Regions from separate parts of the Mus musculus genome. Here region 1 is linked to region 2. A link is a contact called in public Hi-C data. All regions are on one chromosome and are shown on one strand. Each heading gives the region's core, a stretch centred on a gene start, on an enhancer-like site or on the middle of the called end of the contact. The rest is flanking DNA. Distances are from core to core; before and after follow the strand shown.

What was found. A called contact is a pair of places that touch in the nucleus more often than the background predicts.
Region 1: a Hi-C map of the G1E-ER4 cell line shows a contact between it and region 2, with 2.6 times the contacts expected there. The contact joins two enhancer-like sites. A contact is called at or near these places in 3 of 484 Hi-C or Micro-C datasets (the 3T3-L1 cell line, the G1E-ER4 cell line and embryonic stem cells) and 2 of 115 datasets of contacts at active chromatin or transcription factors (embryonic midbrain and embryonic stem cells).

The regions. Positions count from the first base shown.
Region 1 is chr1:78,160,169-78,162,868 of GRCm38.p6, reverse strand. The region is part of intron 4 of Pax3 (paired box 3); the gene reads left to right. Among named protein-coding and RNA genes, the nearest start is that of Pax3, 36 kb to the left of the region's middle. Within about 2 kb of position 1,303, at least 5 of the 459 cell types and tissues checked have an H3K27ac peak or open chromatin away from gene starts, as enhancers often do. A contact at or near this core is called in the G1E-ER4 cell line, where this site is marked.
Region 2 is chr1:78,001,893-78,004,592 of GRCm38.p6, reverse strand. No RefSeq gene overlaps it. Among named protein-coding and RNA genes, the nearest start is that of Gm26263, 100 kb to the right of the region's middle. Within about 2 kb of position 1,447, at least 3 of the 459 cell types and tissues checked have an H3K27ac peak or open chromatin away from gene starts, as enhancers often do. A contact at or near this core is called in the G1E-ER4 cell line, where this site is marked.

The sequences.
Region 1 (2,700 bases), core at 54-2,553, 160 kb before region 2:
CAGGCATCTGAAAGGGACTAACTGGGGGCTCAGATAGGGTAAGAGGGGGCTTGTCTGGTATTAACATCGCCCTGGGTTCAGTCTCCAGCTCTGCATAAACCATGAGTGGTGGCATATGCCAGCAAGCTCAGCACCGAAGAGGTGGAGGCAGGGGGATTATGCATTTGAGATCGGACTGGATCACAAGACCGTGTCTCAAAAATACAAAACAAAACACTAAACAATTTCTAGGCATTTTGTTCATTCATGGTACTGTATACCATACGTTCTACCTGTCTGAAATATTTTTGTTGCTCTAAAACAAAACCTTGCACCATTAAATCAGTTGTTTCCCAGTTGCTTCTGTCTGTGTTTGGTCTTATGAATGTAACTACCCTGATGATCTGACAGAAATAGAACTGACAGTATGTGACCCTCCTGACCATCTCAGGTGATCTTTCAGGCCTTCCCTCATGTGGGGGCTGGATCAGTCCATCATTTTTTATGGCTGAGTGCTACTACTCCATTGGATGGTATTTATAGATTCTAAATTGTTCATCCATTCATCTGTTGTTGAACATTTGTGCTATGTCTACTTTTGGGTTACTGTGAATATTGTTGCTATGAACATGTACGTGTATACACATATTTTTAAAACCTTAATATATAAGAATTACAGGGGCCACTGTCACAATCAGAACAGCCAGAGGAAAGTTCAATTACATTGCATCCTCCTTCTGTCCTTACCTCTGGGGAATGGTTTTCCTGTTCTCCGATAGAGTCATTTTGTTGTAAGAGTATGGGATGAACTAAGTCATAGCACATAGAACTTTCTGAGACTGACTTCCATTCCTCAGTATCACTGCCTTGAGATTTGTCTGCGTCATTATCTCTTTGAACACACTACTATTCTCATCACTGGCTAGCATGCTGTGCAATGGGGCTGTGCCCCAGCCCGTCTCTTCCTTGACCAGATAAGGCACATGTGAGTTATCTCCAGTCTGGGGTCATTGTGAGTAAAGTCACCATGCACATCTATGTGGAGGTTCTATGTGAATTAACTTCTTAGGAGCAAAAGCCTCGAGTCACATGTTAACTGTTAAAAACGTGTGACTTTTTTTTTTTAAAAAAGCTAGTTTGGCCATTCCTTTTATTACCAACACAGGAGAGAGCCAGAAGCTCACAGTGCACCAATGCCTGCTCTTCTCAATAGTTTTAATGGTAACCAGTCTGACATGCACATGGTAGTGGATAGCTGTCGTCGTTCATGGTCCCAAGAAGTCCCAACACAAAGCATTTCTCATACTGTTCTGCCCTCACCTGCATTTTCTTTGGTGAAGCCTCTCTTCAATGTTTTTGCCTTTTTTTTTTGTTTTTTGTTTTGCTTTTGTTTTTCTTGTTGAGACACAGTCTCATGGTACCTATGCTGGCGTCAAATTCACTATATGACCAAGGCTGACCTTGAACTCCTGACCCTCTAGTCTCTGCCTTTCAAGTGCTGGGGTTACAGCTTTGCCCTGTTGTGGCCAGATCTTTTGTTCATTTAAAAACTTTCTGTACTGTTATGGTCTGGGAATTCTTGTGTTCTTGCTACAAGTTCTTCATTAGATATGTGCCCTAAAAATGTTTGCTTTTAGTCTCTACCTTGAGTTTACATTCTTTGAACAGAAAATGAATTCAAAGGCTGGAAAGATGGCCCAGTGGGTAAAGATGCTTGCTAACCTGGCTTTTATCCATATCCTCTGACCAGCACACAGGTTTTGTGGCACTCCCCCACCCATTACTGTGCATAGATAATAATAATCATTAAAATTTAGAAAACGAATTCAACTTGCATTCTGATAAAGTCTAACTTGTTGACTTTTGACTTGTGGCCTGCGGTTTTATGTGTCTAAGCAGTTTTTTTTTCTGGTCCTGGCTCTGAAGGACACAGATTCCAGGCCTGTGACACACTGCAGTTGACTGCTCTGTGCAGTTAGGCTGCAGGCAGACTCTGGCTATGTGTTTTTGTGTGTAGCTGCCTAACTGTCCCAACACCATGTATAGAAAGTGCTTTTCTGACTTCATAGCTTTATCTTTGCACTTCTGTCCACAGCAGCCAGCCTTGCTTGTGTGAGTTTGCCTCTGAGCTCTGGGCTCTATTTTGTCTGCCTCTGGAAGTATGACTCTTCTAAGTTTATTTTCGGTTGAAAAGTGTGTGTGTGTGTGTGTGTGTGTGTGTGTGTGTGTGTGTGTGTGTGAATGCCTGTGGAAGCCAGAGAATCTCTATTATTTTTCCTTAAGAATTATATCCACATTATTATTATTATTATTATTGCTTTTTACATGAGTTCTGCAGATGGACTAAGGTCCTCTCGTTTGTGCTGCAAATTTTTCCTAACTGAGCCATCTTTCCACCCCTATATTCATCTTTTTCCAAAATGGTTGTTAGCTATTCTAGTGCTCTTCCTTATCCTGTATGTTTAGAGTTAGTTGTTTGTGTTTACAAAAGGTCTTTACGCAAAGGCTTGCTACTGAGCCCCTGTCCACGGTATATTCAATTTTTTAAAACATTTAATTAATTAAGTGCTTTGGGTGGGGGAGGGGCCCAGTCATGCTATAGTACACTTGTGGAGTTCAGAGGACAACTTGCCAGAGTTGGTTGTCTCCTACTATCTGGGATTCCTGGGATCAAACTCATGTCATCAGGCTTGGTGGCAAGCGTCTTTACCTGCTGATCCA
Region 2 (2,700 bases), core at 198-2,697:
TGCCACAGTTACTTAGCTTCAACTGATTTGCTGGAGAAAACACAAAAGCTTGTAATAAGAATCAGATGTACTACAAGTTGCACAGAACTAATTGGATTCAACAAAATCTTGGAGATGTTTCTGCTTTTTTTTTCCCCTTCCCCCTCCCCCATTTTTTTTTTTTTTTTTTTTTTTGGAGCAGTCTAACAATTTAGTCAAAATAGAAACTGCCTTCTTTCAATTCTCAGTAACAAATGAAAAATATACAGGGCAGCATAAGAAAACAATGTGATCTTGTTCCATTGAAACACACACACACATACCAAGAAAACTACAAACATACACACACAAACACAGAAGAAATTATACAATGACACACACACAAATAATTTACCCAAACACAAAACTAAACCGTCACACATGCTGAAATCTGTGGGTACGGATACACAAAGGCAGGGCCTCTGCTCCATCTCAACACTTGCTGCGTGCTCTAAAGTGACAAGCCCCAAAAATTGAAGTATGCATTGGTTGTTACATTTACAATAAATAATTTAATATTTGCATGCTTTCCCTCCTTTAAAGGAAAACAATCAAAGGACAAAAACAGTTCGTAAAACTGTCCTAGATCCGAAGCAAACCTCGTAAGCCAGTGAAGTAGACCACACTGGGAGCATGCTTTATTTTCCTTTGAGAATACTTTATTTTCCTTTTTTTTTTAATACTAAGATTGCAAAGCAGGTGGGGGAGGGTAGAAAGGGAGGAAAGAGAGGGTCAAGTGAGATGCCATGGAGATGAGGGAGGAGAAAAAAATAGCTAGGATAACATTACTTAGCAATGAATACTGGATAAATGAAAGAAGCAGAGAGAATCACATAGCCTGTATTTCTAGAATCTTCATATCCTACCAACACTTGAACTGTCAGCCCGTCTATCAGTATTTCCATCAAAAGACAACTGAACTGATAAAAAAACATAACACAATACAAGATGGGTTCTTCTGTACTATGAGAGCAAAACAAAAACCACTCTGATGATAATAATCATAACAGCTCTTCTGCCACAGGCCCTTCCAAGGGAACAGTGCCCTGCCCACAGTGTCTGCTGCATGGCCACTCATGTCCTGTGCCTTGTTTATCTAGGCCCCCGTACTCAGATTATTAAGGCAGATAGGTGAATTTGATTTCAGAGCAGCAGAGGCATGGGCTGTCTGACAAATTTGAGCATGGCCTGGCTCTAGGAGACAAGCTAGACCAATCATATCTTCTATCTGTGGAAGTGCGATTAAGAAAGACAAGAGAATCTGCCAGTTGGCAATCAAGCAGAAACTGCAAAGTTGCCTGGAGGTGAATTTGGGGTATCAGTGAGCCAAAGCCACTTGCATGAAGGAGTCTGGAGGAGTTTGGAGCTATTTGAAGGAAGTTAAGAGGGAAGCCCACTGGGGCAGGCCAAGAGCTGCCGGCCTCTGCTCTCAAAGGGGTTTGTGAGCTCTTCCTGTAAGAGCTGACCTCACACATCATCTCTTTTAGTGCTGGGGTAACCAAAGCATGTCTCTATCCTTGAATTCCCAAAGAGATGGATGAAATGCCCGTTTTGGCTATTTCCATCTCTAGTCCTTAGTTAACAGAAGGACTGGCTGGCAAGCTTGTTCTTTTTTTTTTTTTTTTTTTTTTTTTTTTTTTTTTTTAGCAAAACAAAACAAAACCCCAAAACGATAATTTCCTGGGACAGAACTCTGGAGATTCCAATTAGATAAGAATGACAAATTCCCCTGGTACTTGATGCAAGAGACTGTCTTTGGCATCCACTGGCTTGCTTTATGAACAAGAAGGGGTCCACTAATCCTGTCTTCCTTCAAGTTTTCGTCTCAGCTCTCTTTCTATATCTAAAAACCATCAAAATCCCAAAAGAGCTTTCCTTTAACATAATTTGTATTTTCCTCATATCAAATTTAGAGTATTTAAAGGGTTCATTAAGAACAGTAAACCAATCCCATGTTTTATTGCAGTCATTTTACAAACATCACAAACGGGGCCAGCAGGATGGTTCAGAGGTTAAAAGCATTTCCTGCTACGTCTGACAAACTGAATTTGGTCCTTGGGACCTGCATGGTGGATGGAAAGGATAGATACCAGCAGGCTGTCCTCTGACCTATGTATACTCTCTATGTTGCATACACATTCCCGCCCCTGCAATGCACACACACACTATTTATTAATGTAATAAAATTTAATAAAGGAAAATCCAAGTGACAGAAGCAGCACACATTCCTTGGCTTACAGTTTTGTTGGATGTTTCATACCAAAGGTGGAGAGACTGGGAGAGAGCTTAATTCTGAAGGTTTTAGAGGAGACTCCATCCTTTTTTTTTTTTTTTTTTTTTTTGTAAGATTTATTTATTATTATATGGGATTGCAAACTGGTACAACCACTCTGGAAATCAGTTTGGTGGATCCTCAGAAAATTGGACATAGTACTACTGGAGGATCCAGCAATACCACTCCTGGGCATATATCCAGAAGATGTTCCAACATGTAATAAGGACACATGCTCCACTATGTTCATAGCAACCTTATTTATAATAGCCAGAAGCTAGAAAGAACCCAGATGCCCCTCAACAGAGGAATGGATACAGAAAATGTGGTATATTTACACAATGGAGTACTACTCAGCTATTAAAAACAATGAATTTATGGAATTCTTAGGCAAGTGGATGGATCTGGAG